2 separate regions of the Canis lupus genome follow, and region 1 is linked to region 2. A link is a contact called in public Hi-C data. All regions are on one chromosome and are shown on one strand. The core of a region is the stretch at or near the end of the contact, and the rest is flanking DNA. Distances in the headings are between cores, read along the strand shown.

What was found. Hi-C and Micro-C count contacts between places; a contact is called where the count stands out from the background.
Region 1: a contact with region 2 is called in a Hi-C map of blood, with 5 times the contacts expected there. The contact joins the promoter of NCAPG here to the promoter of LCORL in region 2. A contact is called at or near these places in 2 of 9 Hi-C or Micro-C datasets (both in blood).

Annotation. Positions count from the first base shown.
Region 1 is chr3:91,927,325-91,933,416 of UU_Cfam_GSD_1.0, forward strand. It overlaps NCAPG (condensin complex subunit 3), which reads right to left and starts at 2,272. Exons shown (of 21, transcript XM_038533608.1): 1 at 2,087-2,272; 2 at 1,483-1,692; 3 at 14-242. The coding sequence starts at 2,197. DCAF16 (DDB1- and CUL4-associated factor 16) reads left to right here and starts at 2,472. Exons shown (of 4, transcript XR_005357410.1): 1 at 2,472-2,584.
Region 2 is chr3:91,732,889-91,738,335 of UU_Cfam_GSD_1.0, forward strand. LCORL (ligand-dependent nuclear receptor corepressor-like protein) reads left to right here and starts at 3,869. Exons shown (of 7, transcript XM_038533603.1): 1 at 3,869-4,167. The coding sequence starts at 4,023.

The DNA.
Region 1 (6,092 bases), core at 1,022-3,521, 190 kb after region 2:
AAGCTATACATACCATTAACCACGGGACAGTCATCATCTTTGGGATCCTGAAGTCGTGAAAGAGCCAGAACTGCCTGTATCCTCACATTTGGAATTTTATCTTTCAACCTAATAAGCATGGCTTCATTAATTTTATCAAACAAATCATCATCAATCTGGGCATTTTCTGGCATGCTTCCCAAGAACTTGCTTATGAGCTGGCACGCTCTAAATCTCACTGCATTGCTGTTGGCTTCGTGAGACTGTAATGGGAACAAATTAAAATCTATTTACAATCACAGGAATCCTGTTCGGAATTCGGGAAGTTACAAGAGTCATTTGCTACTTGCAGAGAAAGCGCCCGGCTGCCTTGATCCGCCTGCACACGGTGAGGCTCCCCGTACACACAGTCCAAAGGAAGTCTGAACCAAATTACCAGGGCACACTCCCCTCTGTAGAAATCCTCACTTTCTTTCTTTTTTTTTTTTTATGATAGTCACACACAGAGAGAGAGAGAGAGAGAGAGAGAGAGGCAGAGACACAGGCAGAGGGAGAAGCAGGCTCCATGCACCGGGAGCCCGACATGGGATTCGATCCTGGGGCCAAAGGCAGGTGCTAAACCACTGCACCACCCAGGGATCCCCCTCACTTTATTTCTAAAATAGGCAACTTGGGGCAGCCCGGGTGGCTCAGCAGGTTAGCACCTGCCTTCAGCCCAGGGTGTGATCCTGGAGACCCGGGATCGAGTACCATGTGGGACTCCCTGCACGGAGCCTGCTTCTCCCTCTGCCTGTGTCTCTGCCTCTCTCTCTCTCTCTCATGAATAAATAAAATCTTAAAAAAAAATAAGTAATAAAATAATAAAATAAAGTAATAAAACAAAACAGGCAACTCGTTTGAAGCCAGGTGAGAACTGGCTAAGACCATCAAAGCTTAACGCTGGAGTTAAAGCCCGTTTTTCTCATCTCAAGGACAGTCCTAACACTTCCTACAAAAGGCAGGCTCATTCACAGACATCTCCTCCGTTGCTAAGTATCTCCTCCTCTATAAATTTTTTTTTTAATTTTTATTTATTTATTTATGATAGTCACAGAGAGAGAGAGAGGCGCAGAGACACAGGCAGAGGGAGAAGCAGGCTCCATGCACCGGGAGCCCGATGTGGGATTCGATCCCGAGTCTCCAGGATCGCGCCCTGGGCCAAAGGCAGGCGCCAAACCGCTGCGCCACCCAGGGATCCCCTAGTATCTCCTCCTCTAAAGCATGCAAACTCTTTTGGCTGTGCAGAAGCTTCTTACCTTGATGAAGTCCCAATAGTTCATTTTTGCTTTTGTTTCTCTTGCCTTCGTGGATGTATCTTGCAAGAAGTTACTGCGGCCGAGTTCAAAGAGGGGTGTTGCCTGTGTCCTCCTCTAGGATTTGGATGGCAAACTCCCATGGCCCTTTTAATACGGCAAGACTTTCTACGATACTCCCCCCACTCCCCCCAAAGTCTCAGCTTCGTACCTTTAGAAGAAAGGTAAACAAGTAATTCAAGATGCCCCCGTCGTCCTCCTCCTCCTCCGCCTCCTCGTCCGCATCCGACTGGTGAAACGAGGTGACAAACTTGGCTGCGAATTCCAGGACCCTCTCGACGGCGGGCTCCCGCTTGTACACCACCATGGCGTACCGGAGGCGGCGAGCGAACTCCTCGTGGAAGCCGGCCTTGTCGCCCACCTGGAGGGCAGAGCGGCACGTCGCGACCCCCGCGCCCCCCGACGGCTGCCGGGCCCCTAGCGCAGCCCAGACGGACCCTCGGGGAGGCGGGGCGGGGGGGCCAAGCCGGCCAAGGGAGGGAAAATAAATGTTTTTGTTATTGTTGTTGCACAAATGTCTCTGCGGAGACCAAGACTTCGGGGAGGAAAAGGGACGCGGAGGCGCAGGGTGCGAGGAGGCGGCCCCGCCGCCCCCGCCGCCCCCGCCGCCCCCGCCGCGACACCGTGCGAGGGGGAGGAGCCATGGGATCCCCGGGGGCTCCCTGTACCCCCGAGGCCGCCGCGGGGGCCGGGGGGGAACCTCGCCGACCGGTGGAGGAGGAGGCCGCGGCCCCGGGAGGCTGGCGCCCGCTTACCGCGCGGTAGGTGCGGCTCAGCGCCATCACCAGCTTCGCCTGGTTCTGGTGCGGCTGCTGCGCCAGCTGGAAGGCCTCCTTCACCGGCAGCAGCTTCTTCTCCGCCCCCATGGCGCCGCGACCCGGGGGACGAGCCCGCCGCTCGGGGACGCAGGGGCGCGCCGGCCTCCGACGGTCCGGGGCGCCGTTCCCGCCACCGCGTTCAAATAACTCCCGCGGGAGGAGGAGGTACCGCGAGACTACCGCGAGGGCGGGAACAGAGGGGCGGGCCCGTCCCCGCTTACGGAGGGGCGGGCGCATGCGCCTGGGGCACGGGCTGCGGCGCTCCGAGCGGGAAGTGGCGTTGCGAGGGGCGGGGCGCCGGGCCGCCCGGAAGTGGCGTAGGGCCGCCCGGAAGTGATGTAAGCCGCGCGACTAGGCGAACGGCGGAGCCGCTGTGCGGGAGTCGCTGGTTCGGTGCGGCCCGGCGGGGCGAGGAGGAGGAAAGCATCCCGCAGGGTGAGCGCAGGGTCTGCCGAGGGCGCCGCGGCCGCTCGGGCTCAAGGGGGGGTGCGAGAAGGGAAAGGCCGGGCGCTGGAGGCTGCGCGCCCCCCTCCCCGAGACGCGGGCGCCCGGCCTGCCGCGGGCGGGGTCACGGCCCGGGTTGCGAACACGGGCGGGGCCGCCGAGGCCGCCCCTGCACCTCTCCCGCCGACTCACCTGCCCTCCACGGCTGACGGCTTCTCTGCCCCCGCTGTGGTTCCGTGTCAACGGCTGGGGGGAAGCCTCCGAGTAAATGCACCGAGCTGCCCTCGCGTTCCAACCTACAAGTCATCGTTTGCAGAAATGACAATAATAATCCTTTGCAATTTGCTTTTTCCTTTTCTTTTTTTTTTTTTTTTTTTTAATCAGTGTGGTCTTTGAGGTTCATTCATGTGGGTCCTTTAATAGTACTGACTTGCACCCTTCGGACCCGCGTGTGCCGGACACTGTTCTGAGCGCTTGACTTCATCCGGCCCTTGCAGACCACCCGGGCCAGGTAACCTCCAGACGAGGAAACTGAGGCACAGACAGGCTGTCCCGGCATTCTGTCGTGTGAACGTTCGATGGTTTATTCATCCGGTTCTCTTGTTTCCTATTACACACGCAACACGAAGTATTCCAGTGCCGGTTAAAGTAATGGCAGCGGTAGCTTTTGGGTTGCCTGGAATCGCAAAATCGTCAAGAGGTCTAGTTCTGAGAAGGCGGAGAAGGGGTGAGTGTTTTAGGTCAACCGGCTGGAGCAAGAGCCTAGAGGCCCAGGAATTCCTAGAATATACAACCAGTATAGTCTCACTATGGCTGAAATGTAGATGGCTGGAGGGCTGTGGGGAAAGAAACCCAGAAAGGGCATTAGTGTTTTAACCAAGTATATCCAAAATGTTATTTCAGCGTGTAACCAACAAATTACTAATGGTCTGCATTCTCTCTCTTTTTTTTTTTTTTTCCCCTACCACGTTTTTGAAATTTGATGTTATTTTACAGTAACCGCATTTTGGGTGCTCCGTAGACACTTGGGGCTGGTGTCTACAGTATTGGACAGTGTGAAACTGTTCTTAGTGTGAGAACCACTGTATATCCCATGTGTTTTTCATGTAAAATTGGTAAACTAGGACAGACTAATATTTGGAGACATTTTTCTTATTTTGTGGCCTTTAATTGCTGAGCTCTTTTTATGCTTTCGGTGCATGCTACCTTTGGTTCCTTTTACTATGAAGTTTTTAACAATATTATTTCCTTTACTGTATTTTTTTTTAAGGTTTTATTTATTCAGGGGGATCCCTGGGTGGCTCAGCGGTTTGACGCCTGCCTTTGGCTCAGGGCGCGATCCTGGAGTCCCAGGATCGAGTCCCGTGTCAGGCTCCCGGCATGGAGCCTGCTTCTCCCTCCTCCTGTGTCTCTGCCTCTCTCTCTCTCTCTCTATCATGAATAAATAAATCTTAAAAAAAAAAGATTTTATTTATTCATGAGAGAGACAGAGAGAGGCAGAGACACAGGCAGAGGGAGAAGCAGGCTCCTTGCAGGGACCCCGATGGGAGAACTCGATCCCAGGACCCCAGGGTCATGCCCTGGGCTGAAGGTGGCGCTGAGCCACCCAGGGATCCCCCCTTTACTGTATTTTAATTGGGGGTCTCTGCAAATGAGAGAGGACTTCCTATCATTTTGTCAGTTACTGAAGGATGAGGCATCTGGCCACCAGAGGTCAGCCTAACTATTTTGATTAGCTTTTTTAAGGATTTAATAACATGTTTTTATTTAGTATTTTTTGAACATTATAATCCGAAAGATAAAAAGAGATGGATTACAAAACGAAAAGACAGCCTTTAGAATGGGAGAAAATATTTGCAAACTATGTTTCACATAAGGGGTTAATACCCAAACTATATAAGAAACTCCTACAATAGCAAAAAAGCAAATAACCCAATTTTAAAAATGAGCAAAAGAGCTAAATAGACATTTTTCCACAGAAGACATACAGCCAGCACATATTTGAAGATGTGTTCAACATCACTGATCATCAGAGAAATGCAATCAAAACCTCAGTAAGAGGGCAAGCCCAGGTGGCTCAGTGGTTTAGCGCTGCCTTCAGCCCAGGGTGTGGTCTCGGGGTCCTGGAATCAAGTCCCACATTGGGCTCCCTGCATGGAGCCTGCTTCTCCCTCTGCCTTTGTCTCTGCCTCTCTCTCTGTCTCTCATGAATAAATAAAATAAAAAAAAAAAAAAAAAAAAAAAAAAACCTCAGTAAGATATCACTTCACACCTGATAGGATGACTATAATCAAAAAATTAAAAGATAACCAGTGTTAGTGAGGATGTGGAGAAGAGAGAACCCTTAGACATGTTGGTGGGAATGTAAATTGATACAGCAATTATATAGAAAACAATCTGGAGTTTTCTCAAAAAATTAAAAAATACCAGTGTGATCCAGCAATCCTATTTCTAGGCGTATATCCACGGGAAATGAAAGCACAGCCTCCAAGATGCATCTGCAGTCCCGTGTTGATTGCAGTGGTGGTCCCAGGAGCCGAGACAGGGAACCCATGTAAGTTCCCATCCATGGATAAATGATAAAGATGTGATTTTTATATAATTGAATACTCTTCAGTCTTAAAAAGGAAAGAGGTCCTGCAATTTGCTACAACACGGTCAGCCCGGGAGACATTTTGCGAAGGGAAATAAGCCAGGCACAGAAAGGCAATTGCTGTATAATCCTACTTCTATGTGGAATCTAAAACAGTCAAACTCGTAGTAACAGAGTAGGATGGAAGTTATCACTGGCTTGGGGGAAATTGGGAGATGCTGGACAAGTACAAACTGCGTTAGATAAATTCTGGAGACCTAACGTACAGCCTGGTGAGAGTTAGTAATTATGTATACCTGGAATGCTGAGGGTTAATCTCAAGTGTTCTCACCACACACAGGAAAATGGTAACTGGGGTGATGAATGTATTAATTATTAGCTTGTTTGCTGTAATCATTTCACAGTATATACACGTATCAAAACATCACATTGTACGTGTTAAATATACACAAATTGTCAGTCATACCTCAATAAAGTTGATAATGGTAAAAAATAATAATAAATGGTAGTAAAAAATCCTAGTCTCACTGCCTTAAAGCTTACCTTTTTCTTGAGTTTGCTTTTAGTTTTATGGGAAAAAAGAACAAGTGTTAGCAACTGTGGGAATAAATTTCTTCCTGTCCTTGGTAAACTTAGTTTAGTTGAAGAAATAACAAAACTAAAGATTTTGGAAGGTAAGCCTATTTAGTTCTGAAATTATGGTAAAATCATTCTTTAAAGGTAAATTAGACACAAGTAAATGGAATAATAGATCCAGTTAGTTCAGTTTTGATGTGGGAAAATTGTACACATGGAATGTAAAGGAGTAACAGTGATGAGTTCACTCTAGAATTTACATATGCCCCCAACGAGACTTTGTCTTATTTCTGCTAAAAAAGTAGAAGGGTACCTCAGTGGGTTGGGCAT
Region 2 (5,447 bases), core at 2,619-5,118:
TTTCCTACCCTTGGCTTTATAGATATCCCATATATTTGTCAAATCAATAAAGAAACATTAAGTGCCAATTAAGTGCCTCAAACAGCACTAGGTGCTGACAATACACGAGTGATTCAGCTAGACTCCATCTCTATGTTTATTGAGCGTACGCTAAGATCAAGTTATTGGATTATTATAACACACCTTGGGGTACTTGCCATGGAAAATTCTTTGCTCTTCTAAGTCAAGCTGAGTTCTGAAGTTGGCTCCATTTATGTATTTCATCCCATATGGCCATGCTCTTTCCCCTCTCCCAGAAATTCTTCCCCAGTTATATTCATTACTTCTGTTCATTGATATCTCTATTTCTCATTCCTTGGGGGAACGGGGTGGCATTGCACTTTCCCATGCGCAAAAGTGGCCACAGACTATTTCTTTCCCCCTGGCAATGTGTCTTTCAGCTCTTTTAGTTAGGAGATAGAATCTATTTTACCATCCAATGGTCAAGCCCAACAATGCCTCAGCCATTGGAACTGTAGCAAACGTGACTCTCGCTGAAACTTAAAAAGTGCTCCTGTACACAGTGGGGCTGTCGCTGCTCTTCGAACTCTGCGGATGCAACCATTGGACAAGCCCGGGCTAGCCTGTGACGACGAGGGACACCTGGGCTGATGGCTCCGTGGCTCCGGCTGATCACAGGCACCTGGGTGAGCCAGCCCAGGCCAGCAGAAGTGTCCTGGCAGAGCCTGATGCAAGGCTGAGCCTGATACAAACTGCCATCCCATAGAATTATGAGCTGAAGGAATAGCTGGTGTCTAAGCTAGGAAGTTCTGAGTGGTTTGTGACGCCCTGAAAGCTGCTCCTTCACTCCCTTGAAGGTAGGCATGGCCACGTGATGCGCTTCACCCACTGCACCTTGTCACTCCTGATGGAAGCCTTTAGAGCTGGACTGTGATTCAGCATCTTATTTTTCTTGTCATGGTGACTCGGGTGCTTCCAGATGGTGGGGCTTCATAAACCTGGGTCCCTGGTGGACTCGGGGGAGTTCTCTCCATCTCCCCGATACTGACTTTTGGAGAACATGTAGTGTAAGTAAGAAATACTCTTTGTTAAGATGAGCCCTGGCTGTTGAGCCCTGTTTAGTGATGAATCACTAAATTCTACACCTGAAACCAAATTTACCATGTATGTTAACTAACTAGAACTTAAATAAAAACTTGAAATTAAAAAAAAAAAAAAGAAATCTTTGTATTAAACCTCTGAGACGGGCAGCCCGGGTGGCTCAGCAGTTTAGCGCCACCTTCAGCCCAGGGTGTGATCCTGGAGACCCCGGGATCGAGTCCCACATTGGGCTCCCTGCATGGAGCCTGCTTCTCCCTCTGCCTGGGTCTCTGCCTCTCTCTCTGTGTCTCTATGAATAAATAAATAAAATCTTAAAAAAATAAAAATAAAGAAAATAAACCTCCGAGACTTGGGGTTACTATTACTCAAGCATAGCCCAGTCCATTCTGACTAATGTAGAAACTGGTACCCAGGAGTACAGTTATGACAGAAAACCTAAAATATGTAGCTGTGACTTAGAAACTCCGTGGGTGGTAGCAAGGAAACTATTGTTAGAGGCTGGAAAGTTGGCAATCCATGCTGGCTGTGGTAAAATATTTGCTAAAACTATTCATGTGTATCTCCCATTCTTCCCCTTTCTAAATAGGAATGTTTACCACGTTGCTCTGTCCCTGCGGCAGCGCCCTATGTTGAGTGTGGGTGTGGGTTTAAACAGGGAGGATAGGTACTTTCTCTTCAATAAGAGAAGCTTTATCGTGGTCTAATACAGGGACTACCAAGCATGGCCCAGAGATGCTGAACTTTGCAATTAATGCCATAATTACTGAATAAAACGTTTAGATTGCCTCATTTGTGAAAGGGATGAAGGGATTTTATAGTGTTAGTTGAGTGAACTGTAAATTGGTGACTAGAAGAATGGATTGCAATGCTCTTTGGTGCAGCTCACCGGTAAATTTGGGTTAGCTTCCTTCTGGGCAAATAGAATGACGCTTCCCTGCTCCTTTGAAGGTAGCATGCCCATGTGATTTGCTTTCGTCAAAGAAATGCGAGTGGAATTGACTCGTATAACTTTCAGGAAGAACCAGTTTGCCATCCACGGGTCCTTTGCACATCACTCAAGTGGGGAAGTTCTAGAGACTGGAGCCTTCTGGTTGCTTGGTGAGAACCATCTGTAGTGAAACTCCCCTGCCACTCCCCCACAGCTCCCCATGTCCAGGAAGGGAAGCAGGAAATACCTTTTTGTTGTTGTTGTTGTTGTTCTTTTAAGCCCCTACAATTTTTAGATTTTTTTTTTGTTACTGCGCTATAACCCAGCCCATCCTAACTAACGTAGGCCGCGGTAAAAGTCATCAGGGGAACTCCAAAGGCTGGTCACCCTGGCAACTATGAGTGGAACCTGTCTCGGGAAACCATCCACTCACGATTCCAGAAAGCACCTTCGCTAGCGATTTCACTTGCTTCTCCATTTGTGACCATTCTGGAAGAGGTGACCGTGAAATTCAAATGTCATCCTTCTTTCTTTGTGAAAATGTATCTTCACTATTGCGAGGTAGTGATGAGCAAGGAAGTGCTTTCTGGTAGGAAAAAAAAAAAAAAAGCAAGTAAACAAGCGAGCAGGCCAAAGGGACAAGCCACAAACCAGGAAGGGTAGAGCTGAACGCATACGAGTTTCCAAGAAGAATAAAGCCTATTTCCCCAAAAACATGTGCATGGATTCCCAGGCATGCACGGCACCTCTCAGCAGACCTTGGGTGTCTTAGCTTTGGGTGCACCCCTGCGCAGGGCCGGAAAGCCCTGCACAACCGCGCTGTTGCAAGAGCAAGAAATGCCATAGGAGTTTACGTCCAATCAAAAGTTTCCCCAAAAAGGGGGGAGGGAGGGAAGCAAAAGAAAAAAAGAAAGTGCAAAAGTTTTCCTTCTCTGTCGAGGAGGAGCAGTCTCTGCAGCAGAGCGTGAGGCTGATCCCAGGTTTGTAACTGCGGGCCCACGCGCTAACGGGGCGCGCCCTGCAGGCGTCTGCATCTTGCGGGGCGCAGTCTGCGGTCTGGGGGTGGGGGGTTCACCCGGACACGCCCAATCCCGTCGCAGGCAATTTTGCATGGAGGGCCCCCCACCTTTTCCCGCGGTGCTCGCAAATGCTGTTCCCGAGAGCCCTGCGGCCGGGCCGCTGAAGCCGCGGGGGCACCTGTGAGGCGGCCCCAGGACCGGCTCGAGCTTCCCCGCGCGGCGGGGCCCCCGGGGACCCCCCCGCCCCCGAAGTTCCCGGCGCTGGGAGCGCGCAGCGCAGCCCGAGCCCGAGCCCGAGCCCTCGGCGGGGGGGGGGGGGGGGGGGGGGGGCGCCCTCCCACGGGGAGCCCCGGGGCGCGAAGGCGGCTGCCCCGCGAGCCCGCGCGCCGCGCCGCGGCGAGCCCCCCGTGAGAGCCAGGGAGTGCCCGCCCCCTCCCCGCGCGGGACTACAAGGACCGGCATGCACCGCGGCGCGGCGGCCGGCTCCGCTCCGGGACCGCGGCGCAAGGGAGCCTGGGAAGTGAAGTCCCCGGGCGGCCCCGAGTCGCGTCGCCGAGTCGGCGGGGGAGGCGTTGCTCGTGCGCTCCATCGGCGCGCGGGTCCCTGGCCGGGCTCCGCGCTCAGGATTTTCGCGGGCGGCGGCGTCGGCGGCGGCGGCGGCGGCGGCGGCGGCGGGAGCAGGATGGCGAGCCGGAGCACAGCCCGCGGGCGGGGGCGGGGCGGGGCGGGGCGCGGGCGGGGGCGGGGGCGGGGCCGGCGGAAGCGGCAGGTTGCTCCCTCCCCCCGCGCCGCCTCGCGCCCGCCCCGCCGGGAGCGCAGGGAGGGGGCGGGCAGGGCCGAGGGAGGCTAGTGACACGTGTCAATCAACCCCCCCGCGGGGGGCGCGCGCTCCGGGGCTCGCGCCGAGGGCTCGCGCCCCTGCCTCGTGCCTGCGCCGCTCGTATGTAAATGAGGGCGCGTGACGCGGGACGCAGATGGACAAGGGGAGAGAGAGAATGGCCGCTGCCGCCGCTGCTGCCGCCGCCGCCGCTCAGTGCCGGAGCCCGCGGTGCGCGGCGGAGAGGAGAGGCTTCCGGCGGGAGCTCGACTCGTGGCGCCACCGCCTCATGCACTGTGTAGGTAAGACACCCGCGGCCCGCCCGCGCCCCCGCCCTGCCCGCCGCGGCCCCGGCCCCGGCCCCGGCCCCGGCCCCGGCCCGCGGCTCGGGCTCGCCGGGGTCCCGCTCGGGGCCGTCCGGGAGCGCGGCGGGAGCGCGGCGGCGGCGGCCCCGGCGCTCGCCTTTTGTCTGCGGCCCCGGGAGCTCGGCCGCCGGCGGCCCGGAGCTGTTGGCCGGAACTCCGCGGCGCGCGCTGTCGGCGGCGGGCGGCCCGGGGCGGGCGGGAGGCAGGCCGGCCGGTCCGCGCCCCCGCCGGGCGCTCACGCCCCCCGCCCCGCCGCGGCCGCGTCCCCGTCCCCGTCCCCGTCCCCGTCCCCGGGGCCGGCACCGGGGGCCTCCGGGGCGCTCGCGGGGCGCGGGGCGGGGGGCGCGGGCGGGCCGGCGGGGGCGTCGCCCGAGGGGCGGGGGCGGGGGCGGCGCGGCGCGGTGTGTGCCCCTTTAAGACGGAGCCGCTCGGGCGCTGACGGTTGGGATTTGAAGTTCTGCCTCCCAGTTTGGAAGTCCGGACGGACGGGGGGCGTCGCCATGGCGACGGCGCCCGCGCCCCCCCGCCGCGCCCCCCCGCCGCGCCCCCTCCCTCTGCGCTCGCGGACGCCGGGGCGACCGGCCCTGGGCTGCTGCGGGCGATGGGCCGTCCCCGTCCCCGTCCCCGTCCCCGCCGCCGCCGCCCCCCTGCGCCCGCCTCCCTCGGAGCGGCCCGGGTCCCCCGGCCAGAAACTTCGGGGCTCGGGGCCGCCCCGGGGGCACGCGGCGCTGGGGTCCCCCGCTGCGGAGGCCGCCCGTCGGTCGGGGTGAGCCGAGTGCGAGGAGCTGCGGCCCGGCGGGTCGGCGTGCGGGCCCGGGGGGCGGGGGCCGAGACCCGGGCGCCTGCAGGTGGGCAGCACCCCGCGCTCGGGCCCCTGCGCCCGCTGCCCTCGGCTCGCGCGCCGCCCGGCCCCCCGGACTTGTGTGCTCTGCCCGGAGATCTGCCTCGTCCCCCGGCGCAGGGGGGGCCGTGCTGGGATCCTGGGATCCACTGGCCCCGCTCAGCGCCCGAGGATCTGCCTCGCCCCTCGGTGCAGGGGGATCGCTCTGGGATCGACTGGTCCCGCTCGGGGGATCGCGCTGGGATCCTGGGATCCACTGGTCCCGCTCGGGGGATCGCGCTGGGATCCACTGGTCCCGCTCGGTCCAGCTCCGCGCCTGAGTATCTTCCTCCCCCCCCCCCCCCCCTCCGGCGCAGGGAGGACCGTGCTGGGATCC